Linked DNA regions of Bombyx mori: region 2 is linked to region 1. A link is a contact called in public Hi-C data. All regions are on one chromosome and are shown on one strand. The core of a region is the stretch at or near the end of the contact, and the rest is flanking DNA. Distances in the headings are between cores, read along the strand shown.

Region 1 (4,111 bases), core at 779-3,278:
AGTATATTAGCACGTAAAAACTTGTATTTTGGCATCTATTCTCAAAATTCACATAATATATTATATAATTGGATGGTCGCAAGTTTTAAAGCCAGGGGTCAAAGATCACAAAATCATTTTTTTTACATTTTTTGTAAATATTTCGTTTTCTATGGATTCCGAGGTCAATCCCCTATAACAGCGGTCGGGGAACTTTTTTAATTATTACCCCAAAATATTTTTGTGTAAGTTGATATTACCCCACGAAGAACAAAAAAAAAACGAAATCACTTCTTTTTAGCATCTTTCATATTATAGCCCCTATGATAATTATGAAAAGAAAATAATAACTAAAAATTTAATTTAAACATCATTTATTCAATTTATCAAGGTATTACACCTAGTAATACATAACGGTAATAATAGTAATATAATTATGTAATATACAGTTGAGGAAAAAAAATCCTCCCCTCAGAAAATATAAGTAAATGATAATTTCTTGTTATTTTATAATTCATATGATATATTTCTTGTATTATTAGAGGAAAAAACTAGTTTCAATTTTATATATAGCCCCCATAAAAAAGTTTTTTTTATTTAAATGATTTTTTTCGGGAAATTTCGCTTTGTGATTTGTCGGCTCCGCTCGGAGCCGCTTCGGCAAGCCAATCGCGGCTAACGATGCCTACAATAAAATACCTGAGTCAATCACGTGAACTTTGTGTTTCCAAATAATGTTTTCGATCTCATTCTCTCGCCGGCTGAATCCTATACATTTATGTGTTTGTATCTCTATGGACTTATTTTTTCGTTTCGTTTCATTTCGTTTCATCGAGTTTGAAATCACAACGATTCTAAAGAAGTTTCACTTCACTAAATACTTTTTACTCACAAAAGTTTCATTTTTACCCCCCAAAAATGAAATTTAAAATGAATTTTACCCCATTTGGGGTAATTTACCCCGGTTCCCCGACCGCTGCCCTATAATGACTAGACTATCAGGATTAAGTTATTTAATTTCATAATTTTATTTTGAATTTTTTTATAACAATTTCTGTTAAGGTTCTCTTAAAAAATATTTTTATTTAAAAATTTTACATGTTTACTATTTTTATCGGGCAGTCGTTGTCCATTGTTTTAGCAATATATCTAATTGTTGGAAATTACGGATGGTCTGAAGCACACCAGATAAAAACTTGAATCGTGTTTACTATTATTCTAATAATTATTGTTCATTTTCATAATTTTCGTATGCTGTTGTTTATGACTTCACTATACAGCATATCTTCTTTTTACTCTCTAACTGTATTCTTTGCTATGCAGTGGACTTGCTTAATAACTCAGATACCAACTGTAGTGCAATGTTTACAAGGCAAAAAGTTTTTATTTAATTTATTAAAAAAATGTAAAACTTTAAATAGTTTTGTGACTACAACTTTAAACTGTACTTTATGTCAAAGTCAAAACTAAAATTGCATTCCATACACTGAAGTATGAAACCTATCTATGATTCCTTATAAATGTTAATTGTAATATCATTAATACAAAAGCAAGACGTTATATTTGACAAATACGAAAACCGCTATTATTAATTGTTGTAAATCTAATGTATCCATAATTTATAATGATAAATGAGGTATAAATCAAACTCATTTAGTGTGGAATTATAACGATTAACCTAATTTTTCCATTTCTGCATAAAACATAGGCATAGCATTCACCATTGTGAAGCAAAAAATCGGATATTCCCTGAAGCCATCCAAATGAAAGATTTACAAAAAATAAAAAATACAAATACAGAAAAATCAAGCGTGGTGGCGGAAGATGATGGTATTCTTATTCCACCACGTAACATCAGCATTCTCCTGCAAATGATCGGCGAGCCACCAAGTTCCGGCGAATGGATATTCTTAGTTTTCTTCAACGGACAAGTTGTGATGACCACAAAATGGTACACTGAGAGCGTAATTGAAATAGAATATTTTCCAGTAAACTTAAATGATCCAGATCATCAATTAATGGTTGCCGATAGTCCTATAGTTGTTATTCTTCGTTCTGTTTCGGGAAAAGGAGCTAAGGATGTCGATCCGTTATTGAATTCAGATAATTGGGCAGGTGGTAATGTTGATTTGATGCCTTTTGTATTGGGAGAGCAAGAGATAAAGGTAAGAGTTCCCCTTGTTTTGATTCATAACGGTGACCGTACAAACTGCAGCGTAATAGCTCATTTAGAAGCCCGCGGTTATTCAGAAAACAATCGCGTTCCGTTGATGATAACTTTGTTATCTGTTCATTGTCTTCCTAACGCTAAAGATGGAACGGTTTATCTGGGAGCAATTGGCTTGGACAGCTTAACGCAAAATGTTATGAATTTTGGTAATTCATTAAGTTTTCCTGAAGCCAAAAAAATTGTTTGGGCTGATGTTTCGAATGCAGCTCAAGCTGCAAACACCGAATTTGAAATTCCAAACGAAGATATTTATTTTCCTGAAAATGTAATAATACCTTCGAAAACATCTGAATGTAACCGTTTTTATTGGTACTCAATGAAACGTGTATTGATTGACCCCAATTTATTGCAAGAAAGACTACGTTTTCCATTCTATGTAGAAATGGCTGGAGTACCTAGATTTGGAAAAATTGATGTTCGCGGTAGATTCATGGGTTTCGTTGACGCCGGAGTTTTGTTGGAACCAGGTCAATTTGGTGTGACGGTCGGTGCCCAATTGATGTATTATAATGAATCTGAACTACCGGAGAACGTAGGTCCGTTATTAGATCTTCCACCGGCAAGCGCAAAAGCTAGTGCTAGAGAGATAAACACTGTAACTGATGAATACGGTCACGGCGCTTATTTTGTCATAAGATTTGATTTGTTCGAACCATTAGTCCCGAAAGCCAAAATGGTTTCACTTTACGAACGAATAGATTTTCCTGTTACCGATGGCTCTACTGTACCTGTGAACGAGCTAACGGTAGAGCCGCCTCCAGAAGATCAAACGATTGATGTTAGACGAATAAGGAGCGAAGGCGGCGCTCTAACAGTACACCAAGAATTAAGTGATCTGGCTTGTAAAGGTACAATTCCGATGAACCAAGGTATCAAAAGATCTGCAGCAAATCGTTTACTGATGCGAGTGAGGTCTTTGCTCAAACAGTTTCCAGCGGGAAATTGTTCAGTTATTGATTTGCAAGATACGGTAACACATCAGCATGTTGCCTGTAGAAGAGCAGTGACAGCCTCGTTCGCTCCACGACCTCCTTCCCCGCGCGCAGTTAGTTTGACATTAGTGGCTAGATGTCGAATAGCTGGTTATAGGAAGTTAGCCGAGAAACACCTTGAAAATAACTTAACTGTCGCAGAACAAAGTCCTGCCGTATTACTTACTAAAGTTCTGAGACTCCTTGAAGAAGGTAATAACATGGAAGCCAAAAATTTTTTGTTGAGAGCTTTAAATGTTCACAGTAAAAATCGATATTTGTTATGGATTTATGGTGCTTTAAATTTTGACCAGGGCACCGAAGGAAAGGATCTTGCTGCTGCAGCATTCCGTATCGCGGTCCGTGGTGATTATTCTGATGGGACCGGCATTGCTATTGGGTGGGCAGCTCTGCATTCTTTCTACCACTACCATCAAAACTCGTATGCTGCTTTTGTTGCTGCCAAGAAAATGCGGAAATCATTTGAACTGGCCAAAGAATGGGATAAATTTCTTCGACGCTGGATAGATGCAAGCGGAGAAGAAGAAATTTTCTGGATACCAGCGTCAGTGACTGCTGCAAATCCATTCATATTAGCCGCAGCGTTTTTTCTTTGTCTCCGTTGCTATTCGTTTGTTAATCAAATCTTAGTATGCGTGGAACGAAATTGCGTCAACCGAGGTACACGTTTTGATTATACTATTAAAATAGCCCCGGACTATTATTACTTGCAAGCAGCTTCATTACTACTTCGCCAAGAATATAACAATGCAATGAAGATAACTCATGAAGGAATAAAAAGATTTGGACCGTCGGCCATTCTGTCCCAAATCAACGCTTCTTGCTTGACTTGTTCTCGAGGCTGGGATGGGCAATGTGAAAGTGCGTTGGAAGAAGCGGATAAAGCTGGTGCCCAACCATGTCCAGCTAT
Region 2 (4,111 bases), core at 670-3,169, 35 kb after region 1:
ACAAGATTCATCTTTATGATTGCACAATATTTTTTTAATAGATAGATACTATTATGAGTCTCAGAATACAGATAAAAGTTACGGTTTTTTCTGTAGGTATTCTGAGTTATGAGTATGTACCTATTGACGAAATCGCTATGCTGTGGCCCTAAATGTATTGAAAACATCAATTTTTACCGCAATACCGATGATTGCAAAAACATGGCATGGGAACCATGTAGAATACTGTGATAAAAATATAAAAAAAACTGTGTAGAAAAGTGTATTTGTACAACAAAGTTTTAACTACATTCGCGATCCTATAATTGACTGTAACAGATACATATTATAATAAATAAACTTTTAAGTCTTTTTTTGTTATCAGCTCCGTGACCTTGAAAGGATTACTGAACTGTTTTTTTCATTAAAATACAAACGCGAGACCATCTAACTTGGTAAAGAGGTTTACTAGGTGCCTCCTCACACTTGGCAGTACCTAGTTTACCTTGCGGTAGATTTAAAGATGTATTATGGCTTTTCACTCCTTACACTGGCTAGTATTTCACCAACTATTTCAGCTAGGAAGCAATAGTAGCTTCCAGTTTTTTAATTGGGAAGAAACAGTACGAATACATGTAATGTAAAATACAAAAAACAAACAAGTTTCCACCATTTACTAGTCATACGAGCAGATAGAAAACATTAATTAAAATAACTAACATTAATGACTTCATTAAGGATAGCACAGTCGATTTTGCAGTGTAAGCCATCATGCGGCAGACTTGTGAAGATTGGTCGGGAGGTGTGCGCATTGGTGGAGCTCATATTACAAATCTCCGATATGCCGATGACACGACCCTGCTAGCTGCAGACGAACCGGAAATGTCTCTTTTCTTCAGCAAAATGGAACGTATCAGCAACAGCCTAGGCCTCTCCATAAATAGATCAAAAACGAAATTAATGGTGGTGGATCGTGCAAATGTTCTAAGATTGAATGGGGCGCTTGGATTAGAGGTTGTAGACGAATTCGTGTATCTCGGGTCCTGCATCAGCAACAAAGGCTCATGTGAAACTGACGTGCGCCGACGTATCGGAATGGCTAAAAGTGCGATGTCTCAGCTACAGAAGATCTGGAAGAATAGAGGGATAGGCCTGAAAACTAAAACCAGACTGGTGCGGACTCTTGTTTTCTCTATCTTCTTGTATGGAGCTGAGACATGGACGTTGAAAGCAGCAGACCGAATGCGCATCGATGCTTTCGAAATGTGGTGTTGGAGACGCATGCTAAGAATTCCGTGGACAGCCTTCCGGACTAACGTGTCGATATTGAAGCAACTGGGCATCAAAATCAGACTGTCTACTGTATGTCTGAAGCGGATCCTCGAATATTTTGGTCACATTGCGAGGAAAGACGGCGATAACCTGGAAAAACTTATGATCACAGGGAAAGTTGAAGGCAACAGATCTAGAGGCCGCAGCCATACTCGTTGGTCCGACCAGATCCGCACCGCTTTGGACAGTACAGTGTACAGCGCGCTGCATGACGCCGTGGACAGGGGAAAGTGGAAAAAGATCCTAAGATTGAAGCTCATGGGTGATGGTGGTCACGACCCTCAGACATGAGGAACACGACTCGAGGAGGAGGAGGGCTGTAGTAGCTTATTGCCACGATATCGATATGGCGGGCAGTGTACTCCAATAATTAAATTTATGACAAAGGTAATTATGTTATTGGAATTATTTGCATCGGAGGTTTTTTTAGAGATGACCCAAACTGTGTGACTCGGTCCGCCTTAATACTGTTTAAAATTAGAATTTATAACACCATCATAATATAAATTATATTTCACTTGTTTTATTAAAAACCGGTCTTGAATTGGTCATGACCTTGGAGCTTACGTCATTTTCTGCTGAATGCGCCCGCGCCATTTTGTAGTGATGTCACTTCGCGGGTGCGTAAATTACACCCATGAAGGTCGGATTACTGGCGTTTTTAATGTTTGAATGTATTGTTTGATGCCTGAAGTTTTTTTTAACTCATCTGCTATTATTTTGTGCACGTAATTGTGATAAGCGTTAACCCGTCTAACCCGTTACCCGTCTTTTGATTGAGCAAGAAATACTAGTCAAATTATACTTTATATACGGGAAGATGGTCGAACGCATGGCCTTTCTGATATCAAGGGGCTATTCAAATCTATAGGCACCACGATGCGAGTGTAGAGTACTATTTGAGGTGAAATCTCATTGGTAGCTGCCTTTTTGAGCAATCCTGCCCTTGTAATCGCAACGTATGGAATCGCTGTGATTTGAAAAAGTTATTTTCCTTCAGTATTCTCAGAATTATTCGAGATGTTAGGATCCCAGGACCACAGTAAAATTCACATCCATGAAGTAAAATTTGCTAGAGGCGCTAACAACATCTTTTCGTCATAGTTTTCAATAAATAATATTTTACTAAGTCAAACACTTTTGCTGCGATCAGCAGAGTCATTTATTTCCTCCTGAAAATGATAAGTATTGTAGGTATGTATGAATTCATTTCACAAATAAAAAGTTTTTAAACTATAATAATAATTAACCTATCTATGATTTAATTTTTGGGACAGAAATAACCAGATGGTCGTGGGTGTTGTTTTGATTTCTGATTTCCAATTAATAATCTAAGTAAGATTTTAAATAAATCTTTGTGACACAAACGTTGCAGGTAGTCATGACGCATAATAAAAATCTTAAAAGGTCTAAAACAAGTCCAAAATTTCCATCAAAGATTTAAAAAAATTGTAACGTTCATCAAAGCGTTCGTATTCCTTCAATTAATGGTTTAGAATTACGGCATAAACGTGTCGATTGCAATAATAATTAATCATTAATTGGAGGATCGTTCCTACCCAGTTTACTGTAAACATAATCAGTAAACTAGAATTACGTATATTTTATTTGTATTTAGTATCTTTGCGGGTCATTGAGACTACTAGTGTTCGTCCAATGATGGAATTTCGACCGGAATCAATGACAACTGAAGATTTAGATACATTTTGTATATTTTTATTTATTCATAAAACTCCGAAAAATATGCTAAAAAAAAAAAACTATGACGCTCGTCAGTAGTTACTAACCAAATAAAGATAAGTTTTTTTTTAATGGAGGAGAAAAAGGTGGTTAAATACATTGTCTTTTTACCCAAATACATCTAAGTACATAATTCCTTTAGAATCGAGCGTTTTCCATGACCGCGATAATTTAAATATCGGTAACGCCAGAATTTGTGAAATGCAAATGAAATAACTATTTGAAATAGTTTTTATTAATGTTCTAAATGTTATAATCTTCTAGATCTTAATTAAATAGCCTTATGTGTGAATTTAGTAACAAAAAAAATAATTAAATATGTATATTTTACACACATTAATAAAAAAATACATGCAATCGTTCTATCATTTAATTAGTATTCTAATGATTTTAATAATTATTTTCTAACGACTTAACAAGCTTGTTAATGGAACAGGCTGCTTTTTGTCATAATTAAATCGAAATATCGTATGTTCTTTTCTATTGATTTTTTTTAAATATTATTTTTCATTCCATCTTTGTCAATACGAATGTGATAAGCAACCAAAAGCTATGAGTATATAGGTACGATTGTCTATGAGGCGTGATGAGGGATCATTACATCATTTATATTCATTTTACGTCTATATCTACTTGCGTTTATAGTTAATGGGAGGCACACATGACGAGGTGGGTAACGTTGGAAAAATACTTAAACATGCATAGCCTACCTGATTGAAAATCGAGGCCTTAATTTTTGTACATTTATTATTCCCTGTCTACTTTTACTGCGTATGCTATAAATGGGCGAATTGTAGCCCGCAAAAGTAGTTCATACTTCTATATGGCTATTTCTGCCGCACCTGAAATTTCGACCTCATGCCCTAAGTAGGATTGCGGGGTCACATTGCGATATCAGCGGACTTCGCTAAACATTTCACATCAGAGAGGCTGTGAGGTCATTCACACGTCCATACTTAAATTACAGTCACAATCAACAGGATTTAAGTCAATTATAAAATCAGGAGTACATTGTGACGTGAAAATCGTAAGGAATCAAGTGTCTTAACAATCGCGAATG

What was found. A called contact is a pair of places that touch in the nucleus more often than the background predicts.
Region 2: a contact with region 1 is called in a Hi-C map of midgut, with 1.6 times the contacts expected there. The contact joins the enhancer-like site here to the promoter of LOC119628988 in region 1. A contact is called at or near these places in 2 of 7 Hi-C or Micro-C datasets (midgut and whole pupa).

The regions. Positions count from the first base shown.
Region 1 is chr10:14,749,280-14,753,390 of ASM3026992v2, forward strand. It overlaps LOC119628988 (23 kDa integral membrane protein), which reads left to right and starts at 2,029. Exons shown (of 6, transcript XM_062670727.1): 1 at 2,029-2,144. LOC101741846 reads left to right here and starts at 1,432. Exons shown (of 1, transcript XM_004921556.4): 1 at 1,432-4,111. The coding sequence starts at 1,743.
Region 2 is chr10:14,784,757-14,788,867 of ASM3026992v2, forward strand. The region is part of intron 5 of LOC119628988 (23 kDa integral membrane protein); the gene reads left to right. Among protein-coding and RNA genes, the nearest start is that of LOC101741699, 11 kb to the right of the region's middle. Within about 2 kb of position 1,920, at least 6 of the 8 cell types and tissues checked have open chromatin away from gene starts, as enhancers often do.